Regions from separate parts of the Sus scrofa genome. Here region 1 is linked to region 2. Evidence: chromatin contacts called from public HiChIP or PLAC-seq data. All regions are on one chromosome and are shown on one strand. Each heading gives the region's core, a stretch centred on a gene start, on an enhancer-like site or on the middle of the called end of the contact. The rest is flanking DNA. Distances are from core to core; before and after follow the strand shown. Region 1 overlaps SLC35A5 (probable UDP-sugar transporter protein SLC35A5). Region 2 overlaps CD200R1 (CD200 receptor 1).

The links. HiChIP or PLAC-seq counts read pairs in DNA pulled down with a chosen protein or histone mark.
Region 1: an H3K27ac HiChIP or PLAC-seq map of alveolar macrophages shows a contact between it and region 2. The contact joins two enhancer-like sites. A contact is called at or near these places in 1 of 47 Hi-C or Micro-C datasets (retroperitoneal adipose tissue) and 1 of 2 datasets of contacts at active chromatin or transcription factors (alveolar macrophages).

The regions. Positions count from the first base shown.
Region 1 is chr13:147,265,017-147,271,925 of Sscrofa11.1, forward strand. SLC35A5 (probable UDP-sugar transporter protein SLC35A5) reads right to left here. Exons shown (of 7, transcript XM_013982457.2): 4 at 6,380-6,513; 5 at 3,150-3,217. Among named protein-coding and RNA genes, the nearest start is that of ATG3, 11 kb to the right of the region's middle. Within about 2 kb of position 4,550, at least 4 of the 83 cell types and tissues checked have an H3K27ac peak or open chromatin away from gene starts, as enhancers often do. A contact at or near this core is called in alveolar macrophages, where this site is marked.
Region 2 is chr13:146,964,372-146,971,423 of Sscrofa11.1, forward strand. All of the region lies in intron 1 of CD200R1 (CD200 receptor 1), which reads left to right. Among named protein-coding and RNA genes, the nearest start is that of CD200R1, 15 kb to the left of the region's middle. Within about 2 kb of position 5,015, at least 4 of the 83 cell types and tissues checked have an H3K27ac peak or open chromatin away from gene starts, as enhancers often do. A contact at or near this core is called in alveolar macrophages, where this site is marked.

The DNA of each region.
Region 1 (6,909 bases), core at 3,300-5,799, 300 kb after region 2:
TTTGTCTGTTGTTGTTGTTGATGTTGTTGTTGCTGTTGTTGCTATTTCTTGCGCCGCTCCCGCGGCATATGGAGGTTCCCAGGCTAGGGGTCGAATCGGAGCTGTAGCTGCCCGCCTACACCAGAGCCACAGCAACACAGGATCCGAGCCGCGTCTGCAACCTACACCACAGCTCACGGCAACGCCGGATCGTTAACCCACTGAGCAAGGGCAGGGACCGAACCCGCAACCTCATGGTTCCTAGTCGGATTCGTTAACCACTGCGCCACGACGGGAACTCCCAAAGTTGATTTTAAAATGTAATAACAAACAACAAAAAAATGTAATAACAGGTAACACTTAAAAGACATTTTCATAAAAGACAGCATTGGATTTATTATGATATTTTGGCTCAACTATTTAGAGTAACTTCAGCGCTGATCTATCAATCAGCCAAATTGAGACCCACTCTGGAAACTAAGTTAGTGCTTGTGGAAATAATAAAAATGGAGTGATTTTATTGTTCCTTTAATATAAACAACTTCCAATGATAAAAAACAGAGACAGTCACAACAAAGCAAACACATACCTTGGAATCAATATTACTGCTTTGACTACTACTGCTTTTTAAGAGGTAAAATATGTGGAAAAAAAATGTGAACTGTAGTTCATAGTAACATTGTTTGCCATCCTGTCCCCAGATTATCCACCTCAGTCTCCCTCCTCTATAGCCGAAGGGAACTGCCCAAATGCTGCAAAATGCCTAGTGGCTCTGGGCTCCAAGCAGATTCAGGCTGACCGCACTTATCTTATGGGGTCATTGTGGGATTAAGTCAAAATAGGGCAGAAAGGAGGCCTTCGTGTTTTCTGTCCAGCAGAGACCCACACAGCTGTGGAGCCAAGTCTGCAGAGGGCTCTTTGAGTACACCTCACCTCGGCTCATGGCCCCCTCATGCTCTGAAGTCACTAAAAAAACAACCAGCTGCGGGCACAGCTATGGCTACTGGCCAATTTCTAGTCAGGCAATACATACCTTTTATCTTCTCTTTGGTAAATTCAGTTTTAAATTACCACAACTTTGACATAAAAACATATGTATTATATAAAACCTAAGGATAATACCATGTGTACTCATAAAATGTCATTCCATAGGAAAAAATTTTTTTTTTTAGGCCGTGCTTTGGCATATGGAAGTTCTGGGGCCAGGGCTCAAACCTATTCCACAGCAGTGACCTGAATCCACAGCATTGACAGCGTTGGATCCTTAACGTGCTGAGTCAATAGTGAACTTGAAAAAAATTATTTTTGCTTAAAAACAAACAAACATGTTTTTGAGACTATCACTACCTATTAAATTAGTGAGCCTTTTATCAGGTGTCAGAGCCAATAAGTTTTCCTTTATGGAAGTGCATCTCCAATTTTTTTGTTGTTGTTGTCTTTTTGCCATTTCTCGGGCTGCTCCTATGGCATATGGAGGTTCCCAGGCTAGGGGTCGAATAGGAGCTGTAGCTGCCCGCCTACACCAGAGCCACAGCAACGCGGGATCTGAGCCACGTCTGCAACCTACACCACAGCTCATGGCAACACCGGGTCCTTAACCCACTGAGCAAGGCCAGGGATCGAACCGCAACCTCATGGTTCCTAGTCGGATTCGTTAACCACTGAGCCACGACGGGAACTCCTGCATCTCCAATTTTATCATAGCAATAAATATAAAAATATTATTGCTTACATATGTTTTCTCAGAAGTCAACTTTTATCCTATGAAGTGATTTTCATGTTGATTTTAAAGACTTTAAAACGTCTTTAGATTAGCATTCTTTGACTTGCTAGTTGAGCTATTTCCACAACTCTTAAATAAAATGAAAAATGTGATGCAAAAGCAAATCTTAGTGACTCTAACATTTAAACTGGATGAAATGCTATGTTCATTTTTTTCCTTCTCTTAAATCAATCATTAGGTTGAAAGTTTCCTCAGGGTAAAAGAAAATCTTTCAAATATGTACTGATGGCATCAAGGGATTCAGCAAATAATTATTGAGTACCTATGCACCAAGTCATTCAACCTTCTTGAACACAGCAATTATGAAAAACACACTATGATGTAGCCCATTGAAAGACAAATTAGGGAGTTCCCGTCGTGGTGCAGTGGTTAATGAATCCGACTAGGAACCATGAGGTTGCGGGTTCGGTCCCTGCCCTTGCTCAGTGGGTTAACGATCCGGCGTTGCCGTGAGCTGTGGTGTAGGTTGCAGATGCGGCTTGGATCCTGTGTTGCTGTGGCTCTGGCGTAGGCTGGTGGCTACAGCTCTGATTAGACCCCTAGCCTGGGAACCTCCCATATGCCGCGGGAGCGGCCCAAGAAATGGCAAAAAAAAAAAAGAAAGACAAATTAGAAACAGAAAGTGAATGTAAAATTAAAATAAGAACAATCATAACAAATACAACAAACAGTTAATTTTATTTTTATCACTACCATCATCATCATTATCAAGTAACAAACTGGAGTTAAGTACATGTATCCTGTATGACCTTAGGTCACTCTGGCCCTTGCTTTGTAGCAGAGCCTACTTAAACTTAAAAATGTTTATTTTACACAAAGATGCTCCTGGAGATAGGAAAGACTAGTGATAACACTTGGAAATTCTAAAAATTTGTCATTCTTCTGAATTGTAATTTTGACTAGATTCCTCATGCAAATCTTCTGCCACGTGGAGCTTAAACCACATACTCATCTCAAGTAGTTTAATAAAAAAAGACTTTGCCACTCCAAACTCCAAATAGCAAATATATTAACCTTATAAACTTCTTGGTTCCCTATTAGTATATAGAGACTCTCCCCCGACCCTGCCCTCCCTAAAAAAGCAAGCTAATGAATTCTGTGTTGAAAATCTGGAACTAAAAATTAAAAGAATTAAAACCCAGTCAATCATCTCTCTCTCTCTTTTTTTTTTTTTGAGATGCTAAGAGAAAACACTTCAAACATTAAATTGCAGAGAATTCAGACAGGGTAACACTTCGGCTGCTTTCCAAATGGTTTAAACAACATGCCCAATACAAAAAGCCAATTAGCAAGAAAATCCTGGCCTTGGGATTCAGAGGGTATATCATCTGAAACAAGGCTGTGCTGTTTTAAAATATGATATATGCTTTCATAACAAGTTACTTACTTCAGCACTATCCTGAATAGAAGAGCTGTTGTTATAATGCTAAAATTTGAGAAGATAACAGCCATGGCCTAGAAAGAAAGAGAAGATAGAGTTACAATACAGACAAAGCACTGACCTCAGAAATCACCCAACCTGGTCGTTCACCTGACAAAAAAAGCTTTTTGGTCAAAACCCAGAGGGGTTATTAGGGCAGCTACTTCACTAGAGGATTAAATTCTATTTTTATTGCTTGTTAAACTTATGCAGATATGATCAAATTATTCTACAGACTTTGAAAATGTGTGGAAATTCAGCATATACCTGAGTAAATAATATCAATAGGCAGATCTGGAAATACTTATAAACGCGAAAGGTTTAGGTTCAGAAATAAGTTACCATGATTATAAAGCATACTTTTTCAAGCTCTCAAAGTGCTTTATAGACTTTTAACACTGATTCTGTGGGTAGACAGAAGGCAGGTACTTACTGTTAGGCTCTTTTCTTTCTTTCTTTTTAAGGCTCATTTATTTCTGAAGAAAATGGAGGTATAGGTTTGTAAGCATTTTTAGTGGTCTAGAAATTAAATCAATTTACTGTGTTGAACTGTAGTGACTCAATAGTTTGGTAGTGATTTGGTAGTGATTCACAACCAAACTCGTATTTGACAGTCCTTTGGAGTTATTCATACTGCTCTAAACACTTAGAAATGACAGTGAGATTTTTATAAAGGTTTGTTTTTGTGGATTCAGTCACATTTCACATAGAAGGATATTAATCTAAACATGTATACATTGGGCCTGGAAAGTATGAAATTTCTCACTGCCCCCATAATCGGATCTGACAATAATTTTAAAAAACAAATACTACTGTTTTAGTTCATCCTGCCTTCCTCCTTGCTGTCACTTTAAATTGATCAAACCCTAAAGAGTATGCACAATCTCATATATCCAGCAAACATGACTAATACGCAGCTGAGTTAAAGAAATACAAGTGAATCCAATAAAAAGTAGCAAAAATCCCCAAAACACATCACTCTCTTTCTCCTGAATTTTTATGGAAATCCACCATTTTAAGATTTTGTCCATAGACAAATGGTTGCTAATCCCTGGTGTGGAGAAGAGTAAAAGGAGATGAGAAAAGAAAAGTAGGTGGCTGGTAAGACTGGGGAAGTGGTGGCTCTGATCAATCACAGTAACCAAGGTGCAATGTGTAAATGTACCTAACAAAGCAGCCTGCTGGCCTGTGAATTGTGTCAACTCTTTCCAAACAATAGCATAGAATAAACGAAGTATCGGAGCTCTTTGCCCAGGAACTTTCATGCATTTCTGTTTAATTCTTTCCAACGAGGCTTGGGCACAGCAATGCACAGAATATGCCAAGTATTTTATTTTGTAATATATGTGATTGCACACAATCAGGAAGGAAGAGCAAGGCAATAAGTTGTAAGAACAGGAAGTTGCGATCTTGCTTTGGTACGCGGGATTTAGGAAAGGGATATACATTTATAGCTAGTCTGTTGCATAGAAATTAAATACAAAAAATATATACTTATTGAATGTGAATGATATGTTGTTGGGTACAGGAATTCTCAGTTGTGGAAAACTAAATGAAAGCAAGAATTCATGAGAGGACACATTTTAGATGGAATGAACACTTACTAATGAAATCGATCACAGAGCTGAAAGGAACTTCAAGTGGTCCCCCGGCTCAGGCTCAAGTCCTTGCCTTTGGGCCAATATGGTAACATTATTCTATTTTACAGATGGGCAACTGATACTTAGAGTAGGTGGCCTTGCCTGGTTCCGTATCTATTAAATTGTGCAAAAGAATCAAACTCCTATTTTCTACCTCACAGCCCTCTTGATCCCTCCTTTCTTCCCACTCTCAAACTGATTTGGCTATACTTCAAATAGATGACTAGTGTCAACAGAAATTCTATTTCCTTTTTTTTTTTTTTTTTGTCTTTTTGCCTTTTCTAGGGCCACTCCCGTGGCATATGGCGGTTCCCAGGCTAGGGGTCGAATCGGAGCTGTAGCTGCTGGCCTATGCCAGGGCCACAGCAACACGGGATCCAAGCCGTGTCTGCAACCTACACCACAGCTCACGGCAACACCGGATCCCTAACCCACTGAGCAAGGGCAGGGATCGAACCCGCAACCTCATGGCTCCCAGTCAGATTCGTTAGCCACTGTGCCACGATGGGAACTCCAGAAATTCTATTTCTAATCAAAATGCCTGAATTTGCACTTTAAAGAAATACACTTTGTTAGCAATAGTAATAGAAACCTTTATTTTATAAAATGAAAACATACAGGGAAAATGTGTACATCTGATTCAAACTGAGTAATAGGTAAAAGCAGAAGATCAAACTTTATTTCTGTTTATTAATAGCTCTTGCACAGAAGAGGTCAGGAGAGATGAGAAGTGTTCCTAGTATTATTAGTTATTCACAGCGTTTAGATTGGGAGGGTATAACCTCTACCCTTAAAGGACTTGGTTAAATGACAGGTCTAACAGACAAGAAAATCACAATGGAATACATATAAACTACATTAAAACAAGTGTAAGAAAGGGCAGTACACTGAGTGTATAATTTTCTGAGTTAATCATGGAAGTCTGCTTGGTGGTCCTGGATGTTGAGATTAATATTAGAAGCAGGTGCCTACAAAATAGCTCAGAAAATAGGTAATTTGGTTAAGGTTACACAGGGAGATGGCTCTAGACTCAGTGGTCAGAAGCAGCTCCCATAGAACAGCCAGCACAGTTTAATACAGTTATTTATTTATTTATTTATTTTGTCTTTTTAGGGCCATACCCACAGCATATGGAGGTTCCCAGGCTAGGGGTCAAATTGGAGTTTCAACCACTGGCCTACACCACAACCACAGCAACGTAGGATCCGAGCCACATCTTTGACCTACACCATAGCTCAAGGCAACGCTGGATCCCCAACCCACTGAGCAAGGCCAGGGATCAAAACTGCATCCTCATGGATACTAGTCAGGTTCGTTAACCACTGAGCCACGATGGGCTCAGATAACTCCTAATACAGTTATCTTTACCAGTGAGAGAGTTGACAAGCAGACTGGTTAAGTCAGTACTCAGATGCTTCTGGTTAAACCTCAGGAAGGCCAGTGAGGCAATAAGAAACTAACAATGCCAAGGAAAAAATGATTTAAAAGAAGAAGAAAGTTAATTTTGAGGTTCACTTCTGTTTTTCCAGTGCTATATTCTTTGTCATTATTACTTACAGGCTGAAGATAGGAAAGGACATAGAAGACAATCAAATTATCCAGGTAATAAAGAAAGGCAGGAACGGACCACTTCATGATATTAAAGAATTTCTTCCAGGAACCACATCTTAAGGTTCTATTCTGACGATCTTCTAAAGAAAGAAATACAGAAATAAATATATTATCTTAAGAACGCACATTTTTAGAGAAAGTAAATTGTATTTGATTTCTGATACAATTCTTAAAAAAAGGTTTAATGAACTTGCTTTCAAAGCGACTATTAACCTTGAGAAATCAAAGACAATATAGGATTTCATTACTGTCTTTCTTCAATGCATCACTGTGCCCATGCAGCAACACCTCAGGAATACTGATTTCCTTAACTCCTGCTAACTTGAGATAGACATAGATGTATCACTTAAGGCAGCAACTCAGAATACACTTACAGTTTTTCTTACTATTCTGAACATAAAGCTAAAAGAATTAAATAAGTAGAAAAGTAAGCATTTGTGCCGGGATATTTTTTTCCTTGGGAGCTGTGGGAGAGA
Region 2 (7,052 bases), core at 3,765-6,264:
GGACTTTTCTGGTTTTATTTGGCCTGTGTACCAAGAAACTCCTCAGTTCCTGACAAACTGAGATGTTAGTTACCCTATCTTCTGTTTATGGGAAAAAAAAATCAGTACTATTTTCTTCCAGTACTTTAATTAATTAATATTTAGACTTTCATTTTTTGTGTTAGAATTGAGATAGAAATCTGTTATTTTCCCCCAAGTTGCTAATTAGTTCTCTTAGTATCATTTATCAATGATATAAATAATCATCCTTCCCCTTAACAGATTTCAATGTCCACTGTTATCAGATCCTAAACTCCCATAGGTGTAGATAAAGCAGCTGAGGTTCAGAGGGTAATCTGTGCAAGATTACAGAGGCACTAAATGAAAGACCCTAATTGTTAGTTGATTTTTCTTACTCTTTGTGTTTTATTCTATTTTTCTCTCTGCTAAAACTTTGGGTTTCCACCCAATATTTTGTTTATAGAATGCATGATTAGGTGTTTTGTTGTCTGCTACTAAATTAATGTGTTTAAAAATGTAAAGTATAAATACACAAAATATATGTTGTGATACCAGGATCAATAGTTAATATAATTATTTTTTAAAGTAAGCATTCTTGTGTTTCTTTGTACTTATTTTAATTTTCTTGTATAGTGACATATAATATATATTGCAGGTTGTCTGATATGTGTACATTTTAATTTTTTAATTTTTTTATTAAAAATTTTTAAAATTGTTATTTCCCCAATCCATTTTTTTTCTACTGTACAGCATGGTGACCCAGTTACACACACATATATTTTTTCACACACATTCTTTTTTCACACATTATCATGCTCCACCATAAGTGACTAGACGTAGTTCCCAGTGCTACACAGCAGGATTTCATTGCTAATTCATTCCAAAGGCAATAATCTGCATCTATTAACCCCAAGTTCCCAATCCATCCCGCTCCCTCCTCCTCCCTCTTGGCAACCACAAGTCTATTCTCCAAGTCCATGATTTTCTTTTCTGTGGAAAGGTTCATTTGTGCCCTATATTAGATTCCAGATATAAGTGACATCATATGGTATTTGTCTTTCTCTTTCTGACTTACTTCACTCAGGATGAGAGTCTCTAGTTGCATCCATGTTGCTGCAAATGGCATTATTTCATTCTTTTTTTATGGCTGAGTAGTATTACATTGTGTATATATACACCACACCTTCCTAATCCAATCATCTGTCAGTGGACATTTGGGTTGTTTCCATGTCTTGGCTATTGTGAATAGTGCTGCAATGAACATGCAGGTGCATGTGTCTTTTTTATATGCCCAAGAGTGGGATTGCGGGGTCATATGGCAATTCTATGTATAGATCTCTAAGGTACCTCCATACCGTTCTCCATAGTGGTTGTACCAGCTTACATTCCCAAGAGTGCAGAAGGGTTCCCTTTTCTCCACACCCCCTCCAGCATTTGTTATTTGTGGACTTACTAATGATGGCCATTCTCACTGGTGTGAGATGGTATCTCGTGGTAGTTTCGATTTGCATTTCTCTAATAATCAGTGATGTTGAGCATTTTTTCATGTGCTTGTTGTACATTTTAAAGAACATTTATAGAGTGAATATCTATGTAAGTTAATACCTAGACTATTGCTAGTTCTTCCTTTCCCAGTTATAGCCCCTGAGCATTGCTTTAAAGGTAGCCATTATCTTTTTGGATAATCGGACTCTTTGCGGGATAATCATTCTTTGCTTTTCTTTATATTTTACCATGTGTGTCTGCAGTTCCTAACAACAAAATTTATTTTGTCTTTTTTTTGGTATTGCGCATAAATGGAATCATACTATGCATATTATTTTATAACTGCCTTTATTTATTCAATATTATGGTTGAGGTGAATCTGTATTTACATCTGTAATTGTAGTTCCTTAATATAAATTATTTTTACCCTAAATTTCAGATGTTTGCAAAATGGTTTTGTTCGCCCTGGAAAAATTCTGGTGCAGAATTAACAAACATAATTTAAAATAAGAAATCTTTTATTTTTCACTTCAGTTTCTTTCTTTTTTGGAAGTAGGGATCATGATAACTGAAATATTAAGCTGAGACATAAGAATAAGATAGTTTTACTATTTAAAAACGTGTTAATATTTTATATTCCCCAAATGGCAAACATTTATTTTTCTTTTCTGTTCTTCCATAGGAAAATATATTTGTCTCAGGGGAAAAAATTCTGAAATCCTTATGGGAGACTAGATTAATAGCAAAAGCTGAAACTATCTTTTTTTACCCTTGGTCTTTCTTCAGATCCTAGTATTTTCCCTATAGTCCCTCCAGACACATGTTCTCTATATATAAAAGTACTTTTATTTGGAATGTTCTCGCTTTCACTCTATTATCAGCTTCTTGTTCATTGGGTCCTGTGTTAATTACTTATTGCTGCATAATAAATCTCCCCCAAACAAATATTTATTTTCTCACAGCGACACAAGATTGAGTGAGAGAGCACGCCAGGACAGAAGGCATAGTCTTTTTATAACTTGATCTTGATGGTGACATTCCATCACTTCTGCTGTATTCTATTTGTTAGTAAATCCAGCCCACTCTCAAGAGGAGGGGATTTTACAAAGACATGAATATCAGGAAGGAGGAACAGTAGGAATCATCTTAGAGGCTGCCTACTACCTCAACACCAGGAAAAGTTACTTAAGATACATTTTATATACTTTTTATTTATTGCTATTGCAATTCCACATAATTATTTGATTATTTGGTTAATGCATATTGTCCTCATTAGAGTGAAAACTCCATTATAAATAGGCATTGAGTGTCTAGCTAATATAATTGGATAAATAAATATTATTAATGTGGCTTCCATCTTCCCTCCACCAGTCCATAAGCTCTAATAAGTGTGATAGGTGATCACTCAGATACTATCTCAATGAAAACAACTAGTGAAAGACTGGTCATTATCTTAGAAGACAGAAAAAAATCCCCTTTCCTTTACTTCCTAAATTTCTCATAAAATTACTACATTGTTTTTAAAGTAGCTTTAGTAGAGAAAAATATTTCAGGAGTCTCTTATTCCAAACATCCTGTTTGCTATTCAGAAAATAACAAAATTTGTGAGAAAATGGGTAATGCTTTCAATTATTTCTACAGGATGGTAGTACTTTTAAATTATATATCAGAAATAAAATTGTAAATCAGGCTTCCTTCCCACAAAGTTACAAAGTTTATGGATTTTCTGGCTATCGTGGACTTTCATTAGTTCCCAATGTGAAAATCACTGCCTTAGAGGTTGAAATGTAATTAGACTCTTTGGATGACAGTTCATCTTATTTTTAGGACCTCTATAGAAGGAGGCAATTTAATGTCTGTTCTTGCTTGAATTCATTCATAATCTAAAGACTGTTGGGAAATAATAGTTTTATGTCTAATTTATATCCACAATGTGCATTTTTATAAAACACACATACTAACTAAAATGTTAAGGTTGATATTTTAAATTTTCCAGAGCCAGAAAGTTATAGTAAAGATTTCTATACTGTATGGACTTTGCCATACTGGTGTTTAGAAAAAATTTTATACTTAGTGTAGCTAAATAAGTTTGTTCTTGGCAATTTAATTTGAATTTCTGGGTCTTTGTGTGATTAAGATGTCAGTCTCAGAGTTGCATTTATTTTTTTTAAATTTTTTTACATAATGATTTTTTTCTCCATTATAGCTGGTTTATAGTGTTCTGTTGATTTTCTACTGTACTGCATGGTGACCCAGTTACACATACATGTGTACATTCTTTCTTCACACATTATCATGCTCCATCATAAGTGACCAGACATAGTTCCCAGAGCTACACAGCAGGATCTCATTGCTAACTCATTCCAAAGGCAATAGCCTACATCTATTAACCCCAAGCACCCCAGCCATCCCACTCTACCCCCCGACCCCTTGGCAACCACAAGTCTATTCTCCAAGTCCATGATTTTCTTTTCTGTGGAAAGATTCATTTAATAAGTAAGGGATAACTCGTGAATGGTATCCTAAGAACATTACACGCTGAGGTTTTAAACCCAGTAAAAATGAAGCAGCATATCTCTCTTAAAGATTAAAGTTTCCATTTAAAATAAACACAATGGCACAGAGTTATTTTATTGCTTCATTGCCTAATCCAAAATGGTTTAGATCCGTACTCATAATAACTTGCAGGGTTTTGACGTTTGAAAGCTTGAAACACCAAATGAAGAATGAAATAATTATATTATTTGGTTTTCTTTATGTAAAATATCAGAATATTCTCGCAGATTTCAATGTGTTAAAACATATTCAATGTATTTCAATGTATACTGTGTTGTGTTTATGTTAAAGTAGGAAGTTCATTAAATGTTAAAAACTATGAAGATGAAAAGTAAAGATGTAAAGTCCATAATAAGCAATAAGAATAACTTCTAATTAGTTCAATACTAGCATAGAAGCCTCAAGTCCTAGAGAAAAATATCAAAAGAAATGTAAAAATAAAACTATTCTGCATTGTTCTCTTTTACAACTGTATAGTCATCTTTTTGGAACATAGCCAAATATTTTAGTCTACGGTTTTGCTTCAATTTTAGGATTCTTTTAGCTTAAAATTCATTTTATGAAATACCTTACTGCTTTGTTTGTATTCTCCCAAAACCATGTAGATAAATGAAAGAGCGGGAAATCTTTAACTTTTTGTTTCCCATCTTCATACATTAGAAATAATTATCTAAGCAACTACATTAACTATTTAAGTAATGGTGTAATCCATGTTCTATTTTGGTTAATAATAGTTACTGAATCGGGTTTTTTCTTTTTTTATCCTGGGAATGGTTAAATATCAGAAATGCTTACCTCTAACATTTTTAGTCAGTAGAGCTCAGGATTTTACAATACATAAAAACTGTTTTAACAGCAGCAGAAAACCATGTGCTGTTTCTGAGAGCCTTTTTTCACTCACTGGAGGAAGCCTTTGAGTATAGGTTTGCACAGTCATGTCTGTACAGTGTCCACTGTGTGGGTGGTATATACTTGCTCAGGCATATGACAATGACAACTTGGGAAGGGAAACTCAAAGCGAGTGTTCAAAGTGACTAAGAGGTTTCATTTGTAGTCAAATCACAAGACAATCTTACTCCTACTGATGATTTTGACTTACATGGAAAAGGTTTTTTAAAAAATTATCTTCAGCGTCAAGGGCTTTTCATTTGTGTTTTATCTTGTGTTTATTTGTGTAGATGCATGTTTTAATATTATGTATGCTGAAACCTGATGTTTCTGGTATTTTTAATTAAATCGAGGAATAATTTATGTACAGTTAACTGTGTCCATTTAAAAGGTACAATTTGATGAGGTTTGACAGTTGTATTATGTACCTGTGATTATCGTCACAAACAAGATACAAAACATTTCCACTATTCTTCAAATATTCCTCCATGTATATTTGTAGTCTATTCTTGCCTTCATTCCCATCATCTGTAAGCAACCACTGGTCTGCTATTTGTTACCATAGATGAGTCAGCATTTTATATTAGTAGTAGTACTTTGTGTAGTGTGTACTATGTACTCTTTTTTGTCTGCCTTATTTCACTCAAGGGAATGATTTTGAGATTCATCCATGTTGTGTGTGTTCCTTTTCATTGATGAATACTTTTCCATCATAGGGATAACTTGTCTATCTGTTGATTGGCATTTGGGTTGTTTCTAGTCTTTGATCATTGTGAATAAACCTGCTACGAACATTCATGCTCAAATCTTTGTGTGGACATAGGTTTTTATTTCTCTTGGGTCAATACCTAGGATTGGAATGGTGAGGTTATATGTGGGCATGTGTTTGACTTTTGAAAAAAAAATGCAGGAATTTTCTAGTGTAGTTATGCTCTTTTACATTCCCATTGGTAATGTATGAGAGTTCCAATGGCTTCACACTCTTGCCAATTACACATTATCAATCTTTTTAACTTTGGCCATACTTATAGGTGTGTAATCATTATCTTTCAGTGATTTAAATCAGTAGTTCCTCTATGATTACTAATGTGGAACAAATTTTTGTGTATTTATTAGAAGTTTGAATTTTCTTTTTTTGGTGAAGTGTCTGTTCTAGTCATGTGCCTGTTTTTAAAATTGATTTTTAAAATTACTGAATTGTAAAAGTTCTTCACATAGTCTACATAGCAATTTTTTGTTAAATACACATATTGCAAATATTTTATTCTAATCTGTGGTTTACCTTTCATTTTATTAGTGATATTTTTCAAAGAGCAAAATTTTAAAATTTTGATAATGTCCACTTTATCAAATTTTATTTCATCATTAGGGACATACTTCAATAGAGCAGAATAGGGTCTAGAAATGGACTCACACATTTATAGTTTATTGATAATCAACAAAGGTGTGCCTATTCTTTAGCCAATGCCAGACTGCCTTGATTACTGTAGCTTCAGAATGAAGTTTAAAATTAGATGGTATAAATCTTCCAGTCTTACTCATTATTAAACATTGCTTTGACTAGTCTAGGTTCTTTATTTCTATATAAATTTCAGAACTAGCTTCTCAGTTTTCACAGAAAATACTACAAGCTTTTAATTAAGACCATGTAGAAACTGTGGACCAATTTGAGGAGAACTGACCTCTTAACAATTGAATATTTCCATCCAAGAACAAGATACTTATCTTCATCTATACAGGTATTCTTTAATTTATCTCAGTGATATCTTGTGGTTTTCAGTGTACAAGACTTGTGCATCTTTTGTTAAATTTATTCAATAGTTTTTTGCATTATTATAAATAGAATTAATTAAAAATTTTTATTTTTTAATTATGCACTGCTATATATAAAATACAATTATTTAAAAATATAATTAGTGTTTTTATACCATGACCTTGCTAAATTCAATTAATTCTAGGAGTGGTTTTGTAGATCTCTAACCATCATGCCTTCTGCAATTAAAGACAGTTTTATGTTTTTGTTTCTGATCTGTACGTCTCTTTTCCCCTTGCCTTACTGCAATCACTAGAACCTGGATTACAAATTGAAAAGAAGTACTAAGAGCAGAAATTCTTGCTCCGTT